Regions from separate parts of the Drosophila melanogaster genome. Here region 1 is linked to region 2. A link is a contact called in public targeted proximity ligation data. All regions are on one chromosome and are shown on one strand. The core of a region is the stretch at or near the end of the contact, and the rest is flanking DNA. Distances in the headings are between cores, read along the strand shown. Region 1 holds the start of comm2. Region 2 holds the start of Tollo (tollo).

Region 1 (4,694 bases), core at 2,047-4,546, 460 kb before region 2:
AAATTTACTAGGGTAAACACATTTAAGGTCATTTTATTCGAACTTTCCAGATTATTACACAATCAATATTTTGTTTACTCTAAACAGTGTAATCAGCTACAGTTTTTGAGATATTTTATTGCAAACTCATACCTACCCCTTTTACATATGTGAATATAAATCTATATTTAACATAGGTTAGCAACAAGTTCCGCATCTGCAGTACTTTTTCTTAATAATTAAAAGATTAAATGATGTAATTTGAGTAATTGTTTAGCAAGCGTACGGCACTTTTGCGAAACGGTCAAACAAATATGAAAATTGAAAAATAAAAACGTGAGTTTATACGTCGGAGTTCAGCAAATAGCTCAAATCAAAGTAATCGGCCGTCCCCCAGGGTTTCCTATACAATGAAAGCCGGTCCATTTAAATCACTCCCAGCAATCCGATTATGGAGCTGAACATAACTCAGGGGCTCGATCGGCGGATTCTTTGGGGCCAGCTTCTAGCTAAGGTCAGTCGCCATCATCAATAATGCACACACGGAGCCCCTGAGATACAAAGTGCCCTCAGCTAGGTCGGGAATCAAAAATACACCGCTCAAGATCAAATTTAAGCCGATTTATTAGTGTCAGAAGCGGTTGACTGGCGACAGAAGGTGGCGGTGGGGAATGAGAATACCCTAGACGAAATCCGAAAAATTAATAAACTATGTAAAAATTGTTGCTCGATGGCGGGGCTGCATTATGCAAAGCAGCCCAGAGACCCCGATCTCAGAGTCAGTGAAAAATTAAGCAGCTTTATCAGCATCAGAGCATCTGAGCATCACCCGCATCCGAAAATGAGGCCCCCAAAACCGAGCGACTAAACCCCAAGCCCCCAGATCCAAAGACCAAAGACTAAAGACACCAACTGGCCGGGGACTCATTAATTTAAGTTTTGTTCGCGGGCAGGGAGACGACCAAAACACAGTAGTCGGCATTGAAGACACAAAGCCCAGAATGCCTAAATGGCTCATTAGGGTCTTAAATTAAAGCTACTTGGCCCAAGTCGGTCAACTAAGCCGACGTGCGGAGAAAGAAAAAGAAAGCGGCGCGAAGACAAGACCACAATGCGGAGGAACTCAGATATACATTATGCACATACATATATATATATGCCGAAGCTACCGAACTACCCTGAGAATAGGTTAAGGCCCAAGAAAACCCAAGGCGGGCCTTAGCCTCCTTAATTAAATTGCCATTGTCTCTTCTCACGGTCCGTGACAGTTGATTGCAAAAGAACCGCATACCTGGCGTACTTAGATGGGCGGTTTTAAGTGCAGGGAATGGGAATTGGAATCGGAATGGTATTGGGACTGGTATTCGCCCATATGGGTTAGCCGCACTAACCAGAGAAGAATGCCCGGATAATTGTCTGTCCTCTGTCTTCAAGACGTCATCGTTGCGCAGACAACCTCCGGCATTTTGCTAATCTCCCCAGCCTCTCTGCTGATTCATTTCCTCAACGAGATTAGCCGATCGTGATAAGAACTGCTCACTTCTGGCCGCTCTTCGATGAGCTCATCAGGAAGCATTGAGCCCGGAGACCATAGGCAATCCTTTGTGAATCGCAACAAGATTCATCTTAGACTCTGTCTTGTTGAAAAGCAATTTCTCCTCAATCTTCCAGCGGGTGCTGATCTTATCCGGCCTGTTTTGAGTGCTTGTATTTATGTGATTTTTATCGACGGGGGCCTCGTAATGGGAAATGGCAACGCATTTCGGAGGGGGCACTTCAAAGTTAATTATTAGGGGATGGCTATAGAGTTATAGTTGATTTATTGGGCTGTTATGGGGCCGGAGAAAATGCTTAGAAATGTGTTTTACCACCAACCAGTACAGCTAATTTTGCGACTCGGTGGGAAATTAGTTCCAGAGGCTCATAGAAGTTTAAGTAAAATAATTATTTCAATACTTAAATATGCTACCTTTAATGTCTTGGTATTTGCATTGACAACCGTTAAGAGGCAATCCCGAAACCATTTTCCAAAGATTATGTCATACCCTAGTCTGCGCCTCTTTGATTGCAAGGATAATCCCCCGTCAGCTTTCCCTGCTCATCCACAAAACCTCCAATTACACACACATCAATCCCATAAATGGACAACTATTGTATCTACTCGATCCTCAGTGCCAATCCCCGTTCCCGGTTCCATTCTCAAGATCCAAAAGCAAAGACCTAACCCTACCTGCTGCTATCGCCAAAAAGTGATCAACCCAAAGCCAGGTGATCATCGCGTCGCCCACAAAATTGCTGCCCGAAATAAGATATCTGCACGTAGCTGTAATTTAAAACTCCACCGAGCCAAAAGGAAAAAATAAGACAAAATTGAAGAAGAAGAAGAGAAGTCTCGGGCCCCTTTGGGCAACAACAACAGTCCCACAAACACATTATCCTACAGCAATAATTTCTCTTTCCCCGGCGAACAATGCAGCGGAACAAGAACTGAACTGTACACCTAGCGGAAAAATGTGCCGTGAAATTTGAGGAAGAAATTTCTAAGATACCCATAAAAGTTCGAATAATGACAAGAAAGATCGACAAAAAAACGAATAATTATTTAAACACCTTTAGTATTTGATGCTTATATCAAATTTTTAAATCAATTTTAAAGTCATACATTTGGGTATAGTCACTTATCATGTAAGTCCTTGCTCCTTTTTCGACATAATTAATATTTCAATTTTTTCAATATACAATACATTCTATAATTTCCTATTGACAAAATAATTTTCCCTATTTTTTTCGACTGCAAGGAAATGGAGATATGTCATTTGCCCGGCTGCAGAACGATCCGAAATCGAAGGAGCCGCCAGAGAAATGAAGATCGATGCCACAGGGTAGTCCCTCTATCCTCTCTCCTTCCCAATCCCTATTCCCATCCCAAATCCTCTCCCTTTTCCCTCTCTTCTGCTTGAGCAACATGTGCGCCGCTTTGTAACGCCAATTATGGTCCCATAATTCCTGGGCATTGTCAGTTTCTGTGGGAGCACAAAAGATGCGCTCCGGGAATCGGAATCGAAATGGGAATTACAAGATACAAGATCGTTTCACGGCGAGAGAACGTTCTCAGCGATGCGTATCCGAGCGGCAAATGAGCAAGAAGAGAGGAGTGATCGAGATCTTGGCCAGGTAGATTTGGATTTACACTCCGGACCGGATGGGATCGGATCGGATCGACTCGAGTCGGCTCGGTTCGGTTCTCTCTTGAGTGGAATGGAGTTAAACTCGTGGAGCTGCTCGGCTTGACCGCTCGACGATCGGCCGCTCAAATCAGTTTGTTTGTAGACTCAGACGTCGACGGACGTGTGCGTTCGTTTAAAGAAACCGGAGACTAAGAACGATCCACGAGATACAGATACCGATATCGCAGCAGTGAAAGTGTGCCGCAACGGATACAACAGCAGAGATATAGATACAAATAGAGATTACACCCGCCAGTCGACCGATATAAAAGTAAACCATGGAGGAATTGCCGCGCGCATTAAACTACGAACTCTCGCACGATTTGCATTTCGATCATTACGCCGGTGCCGCAGCTCAGAAGATTCTGAACAGCGGGAGAAGTTCTCCTGAAGCCTCCACCCCGACCATCACCACATTGGATGCCATCTCCAGCAGTGATTTCCTGAAACAGATTGGCCAGCAGATCCTCAGTTCCATCCAACTGAAACATCAGCATCAGCTCAACGAAGTCAGCCATCCGAGGAATTCCACCAGCGAGGAGATCATGGATTTCGATCTGGCCAATCGGGTGATTCTGGACAGCAGCAGTGTGGATCAGCTGCAGCAGCAGTTGGAGTACGATAAATTCATGAACGAGGTGTGGATCGGCATCGTCTTCACCCTGATCCTCATCTCGATGGTCTTCTGCATCTGCTCCTGCTTCCTGTACCATCAGTTCCGCACCTGGAAACGCAATTGTAAGTATTCCGCATTAGAAATGGGAAAATGTTCATATGGCATCCGTATATATTTGTTAATTGAGATTAAGATCTTATCGACTGCCTGTTTTGATTAGCCAGTACTGCCAAAAAAAAAAAAAAAAAAACACTCACACAATTCAAGCCACATAAACAAGTCGAAATTCCAGGCCATTATAAACGATTTTATTGCTGAAATTAGGTGACCTGACTTCAACCGTCATCAGGGAAATATACTCCATTAGAAGTGGAAATCTTTTCGTATTTTATTCCGTCTTAAGTGCTTCCACATCTCTAATGATTCACTTTGTTACGTCAATCTATTTTTTTTTTTTTTTGAGGTCGTAAAAGCGAAGTATTTCGTTAACTGTCGTCAGGTTCAAGAACAAACACCAATTTTCTGTAGTTCGTGATGCGGCCTAAAAAGTCACGAAACCTTGGAAAAAAATTAGCACATCGCCAACGAAATGGCAGAAAAGTGCGGCAAAAAATTTCAGAGAAATTCGTCTACCTCGAGTTTAATTCGAAAGCGGTGCCAAGGCAATTATGAAAAAGAATGCAGCGAAGAGAAAATATTTAAAAAGTTAATGGAAATGAAAGCCAGCAAATAGGGCAAAACAAATGCGGGCAGAAGCAATTGTAATATTGCAACTGGGTCGAGGTCTTCATTAATCTCGCCCAGTCAACTCCAATCCAACGAAGGCAAATACTAATAAACAATTATTGTTCTTTGTTTTGCAGATCGCAACA
Region 2 (4,767 bases), core at 1,057-3,556:
AGCTGGCATCAAAGGTACTCAGACTCAGTTCGCTTTCGATCTCGAAATAGTTGCCCAACTGAGTGATCCTATTGGCCCGAACATCCAGCCACTGCAATCCGATGGGAATGTGCGAGTAATCGAATTTCTCGAGACGATTACCCGAGATATTCAGCCACACCAAGTTGGGCAGTTCCGTGAAGAGGCCAGCAATGGATTTTAGCTGATTTCCATCCAGTCTGATGGCCTGAAGCTGACTATTCCTCTGCAGTGAACCAGCCTCGATGGACTTTAGCTTGTTCTGGGACAGGTTAAGGATCTGCAGGGAGCTCATGCGATCGAAAACTCCTCGCCGGATGTGGGTGAGAGAGTTCTCCGTCATCCGGAGGCCATACAGACTCTCCAGCTGGGTGATGCTAGTGTTCTCGATCTGACTGATCATGTTCTCGCCCACATCGAGGGTTTTGAGTAGTTGAACATGGGCCAGAGCTTCGGGCACCGCCTGCAGCTTGTTGTCGTTCAAGTGCAGATCCTGCAACTGGCTGCAGTTCACCAGGGATCTCTGATCCATTCGGGATATCCTGTTGAAGTCCAAGGAGAGCACAAGTAGATTCTTCAAGCCCTGCAGAGTGCGCTGTTCGATGACTGAGATGCGATTGCGCGAGAGGATCAGTGTGTGCAGGTTGGTGAGATCCGCGAAGATTCCCCCCGGCAGCTGATCGATGTAGTTATCCTCCAGTTTCAGGATCTGTAAACTGGCCAGGGGCCTAAAGATGTGAGCCTCCAGGCGGCTGATCTTATTAGCCGATAAATCCAGCATCATGAGACGCTTGAGACCCACAAATGTGGCAGCATTGATCCACTGGGAATTCAGTTCGTTGCTTGCCAAGTCGAGAACTAAAAGTTCAGCCAACTCTCCGAAGATTCCTGGGGCCAGTACATTGATGGAATTGTTCCTCAAGTAAATTTCCTGCAGTTGTTTGGTCTCCGCGAAGAGCTCTGGCGGCAAAGAGGTCAATCGGTTCGCCGAAAGATCCACAACCCTCAGCGAAAGAAGACCCTCGAAGGCGCGATCGGCCAGAAAACTCATACTGTTCTTGGCCATATTCAGATGGGTCAGTCGGCCCAGAGCCGATAACATTGCCGTGGGCAAGCTGACCATCTTGTTGGCACTCAGATCCAAACTTTGCAGTGTGGAGCCGCAAACTCGTGCCTTCCGCGAACTGAGCGAGGCACTGAAGTAAAAGTTGCTGATGTCCTGAATTTTGTTGTACGAAGCATTCAGGTGCTGCAGGGATTTCAGGGGGCACACCATGCCATCCGGTATCAGCCAGATGTTGTTGAGACTCAGATCCAAACGCTCCAGCTGGCGGAACTCCACGAAGCTATTGGATGCCATCTCCAGCGACATTGTGGACCAATCGCCATTGTGCGTGCGAATCGTGAGGTTTCGCAGCTCCTGCAGACCACGGAAAGATCCATCCGTGAGATTGCCCAGCTTGCAGTACTCGATGGTGAGATCCCTGAGTTCCACCAGCGATCTGAAGCTATCCGGACTCAGACTGCTCTGGAAGAACAGGGCATCGTTGCACTCCAGACGCAGGCGCACCGTGTTCTGCGGCTGGATCACGCTAAAGTTGGTGTTCTCCAGCTCCGAGTTGATGGTCCTCAGGTGACAGACCAGAGTGATGTCATGCTCCCCGCCGCCGGACCAGCGGCACTCATCGGGAGCCTGGTACAACACCGTCTTGCTGAGGGCTGCCCCGAAAATGGGTATTACACAGGTGGCAATCAGCACGTACAGCATGTGGGTGGTGGCCAGCATTTTTGGTGGTTCCTAAACTTCGAATGGGGTTTCGATTTTGGTTAATCGGGGAGGTTATGAGGGGCTTCTTTTGGTCTTTCACTGCTCGTTCTATTTTTCGCCCATTTTGTGTGTGTGCTTATTTGGGATTTTTTAAATTATTTTGTTTTTTGTTTGGTTTTATAGCGCAGCTTTGCACAATCGCCACTTTTCACAACAACACCACATCAACCGATTTAATGCTTGATCTAAAACGATTTTCTTGTTTCTTCCCGCTGGCTATGTAATTTTCTTTATCTTCTTATATCTTTTGATTTCGGTTGCATTCGTTTTTCGATTTCTATATCTTAATTTTATTGCTTTGCAGTTGTTTCGCGTTGACCGTAATCCAAGTGGGGGGTGCGATAGCGCGATTGATAAATTGTGTTCCAATTTTTCTCGAAGCGATACTTCTTCTTTTTTCTATTTCATCCGCTGAACGACAAACGCGCGTCCGCTCGGCTCGAAGTCAACTCAAAAACTGATCGCTCTCTCCGGTTTTCAGCCAGCAGCAAGTGCCGCTGAAAATCACTCATCCGCCTGAGTGACTATGTGAGTGAGTAGCTGAGTACCTGAGTAAATGAGTAAGTGAGCACTCATTGAGCACGCACACAGAACCAAGGAACTAGAGCGAGATGCGATCGAGTAAACAAAACTATGCAATCCGAACGCAAACGCATTGCACGTAATGGCCCACAGTGCACAGTGGGCCGAATAGCAACGAATTGCACTCGGTGGGCAGGTAGAATTAGCATGGGGTTTTGCAACAAAGCAAAGCAAAGATGGAAGATGTGAGGAAGTGAGATCGCGGGAGATGGGCAGGTGATATTAGTCTACAGAAACATGTGTAATTTTAAGACCAAGGATATTCCAAATCTGCAATACTTTAGGGTCAAGGATGCCGACGGAAGGAATAGGTAAATCGATATGCTAGATCTGTATAGCGATCTCCCGATCTGATAAAAAAAGTTCCCTAGAGAAGTAGATGGATGGGACAACTATTAAATAATATGAAATATGTAACAAGTGCGGCACTGTAATCCACAAAGAAAATTTCAAAGCAGTTATTCAAAAGTATAGGAATAAAAGAATCCACAACTTATACTTCTGGAGAATAAAGGTCATTTGACTCATGAATAATGTTTAATTATAAATTAGAATTAAATATTATTATTATTATAATATAATAATGTTTAAAATTGTATATAGTATGAAAATAGGAAATAAATTCAAATACCAATTCGATACGGACAAACAATCTAAGGAAGGACCTCTGCAGTTATCTTATACGATTTCCGGTGTCGTGGCTTTAAATACAAATCAAATTAGTCCACACCTCAAATATTTGTCACGCCAAAACAACCTTGATCTTTGGACAATAACTCCCCGTCCCAGCAGGTTCACACCCACAGCTGGCACCTTGCCGATTTGGGCCCACTGTGCGCACTATGTGCCTCCCCGCCGTTTCCCGCCTGTCGGTTCCGCTGAGCGTCAAAGCCGAGCAAACAATTTCAATTCCAATGAGACATTGACACTCGTCACACCGGTTAGACGAGTTCTACTCCACGAAAACCCAGCTGAGCGTTGAGTACTCAGCGCAATTGAGTGTTTTTCCATATTCAGCAGATGAGATATATCCGTTGAGAGAAACGAAAGAGAACCGATTTGCTGAATCGACGGATTCGAGTGCAAGTGGCGGCTGATCTTCGGCTTTTCTTTGCTTGCCTTGCAGACAGCCACAAAAACCGAAAACGAGACGAAAAAAAAGCAGAGAATAATCATAAAAAATTATTGAAATCAATTGTTAATTCAGCCAATGTCAGTTTGATATAGGCGCACACTCACACACGCGAACCCACAAAAAAATTGACTGATTTTTCTTGATTTATGAGAGCAGCCGCAGCAGTTGGTGGGATTGGATTGGGGCTGGGACTCGAACTCGGACCGTTGGTATTTTTCTTCAATACCGAACCGGACCGGCTGGCCGGGCAATCGAGATTTGTCGGGGAGATCTCAAACTCGGGGGGCTTACTCATTATGAGGTGGCGGTGGCTGAGCCGCAGATGGAGCCGACCTAAAGTTCGAAGGGGTCCGAATACAAGTATGAGTACGAGTCCAAATCTGATATATTTTTTCGCATGATCTGGCTGCCCATATGCTGTAACCGCACTTTCAAACTTTCCCAAAACAATGCGCCAAGCAAAACAGATCGCTACCGGATTAAACAGAACACACAAACAGCTGGGTTCGAAAAAATAAGTGCAACAAGTGTTTTATAATCAATCGGAAGCTTATTCAAAAAAGCTGAGAATTTAATGATCCGAAAAGTCTTCTAATTTAATTTAAGCTTTTCGAAAGTAAAATCCTGACTAAGCGAAATATATAAAATATAATTGTTAATAGACAGTTCTTAAAAAGCTTAGATCAGTAACTTTATAAGCTAAAGTTTAGTTTAATAAGACTTCGTTTAGATATAAAAACATCAGTTTGGTATCAGAGATTTTAAAATATTTAACAAAATATCCATAAAATATTATATAGTTAAGGCTTACTTAAGATATTTGTGTTCATAATTCGCCTTAAATAAAAGTTGATAGCGTAATCGCAAAAATTAGGTTTATTTCAAGCCGAATTAATTTCGAGTCACTCAAGGGTGAGCTGCAAGCTAACGGCTGGGATCGCCGACCATGCTATATTATTATCTTAAAAATAACCACTCAAACTGACAAATAAAACCCCTCCAGATGTGACTAAACCCTTGATTTGCAGCGCTATTATTTCGATCGCAACTGTATATAGTGTAGTTGTACCTGTCGACGCCCGTTGACTCGACAGGTGCTGATTAACCAAACACATCCCAAGCGATGCGTATCAGTCAGCCAGTTAGCCAAGCAGCTTGTTTGGTCTGGATGGGATCGGATGAGTTGGGATGGGATGTTATGGGA

What was found.
Region 1: a contact with region 2 is called in a targeted proximity ligation map of the Kc167 cell line, with 3 times the contacts expected there. A contact is called at or near these places in 20 of 107 Hi-C or Micro-C datasets (the Kc167 cell line, the ML-DmBG3-c2 cell line, the OSC cell line and 4 more) and 3 of 7 datasets of targeted methods (all in the Kc167 cell line).

What each region holds. Positions count from the first base shown.
Region 1 is chr3L:15,698,452-15,703,145 of dm6, reverse strand. It overlaps comm2, which reads left to right and starts at 3,296. Exons shown (of 2, transcript NM_140544.2): 1 at 3,296-3,944; 2 at 4,686-4,694. The coding sequence starts at 3,485.
Region 2 is chr3L:15,233,158-15,237,924 of dm6, reverse strand. It overlaps Tollo (tollo), which reads right to left and starts at 2,306. Exons shown (of 1, transcript NM_080018.2): 1 at 1-2,306. The coding sequence starts at 1,804.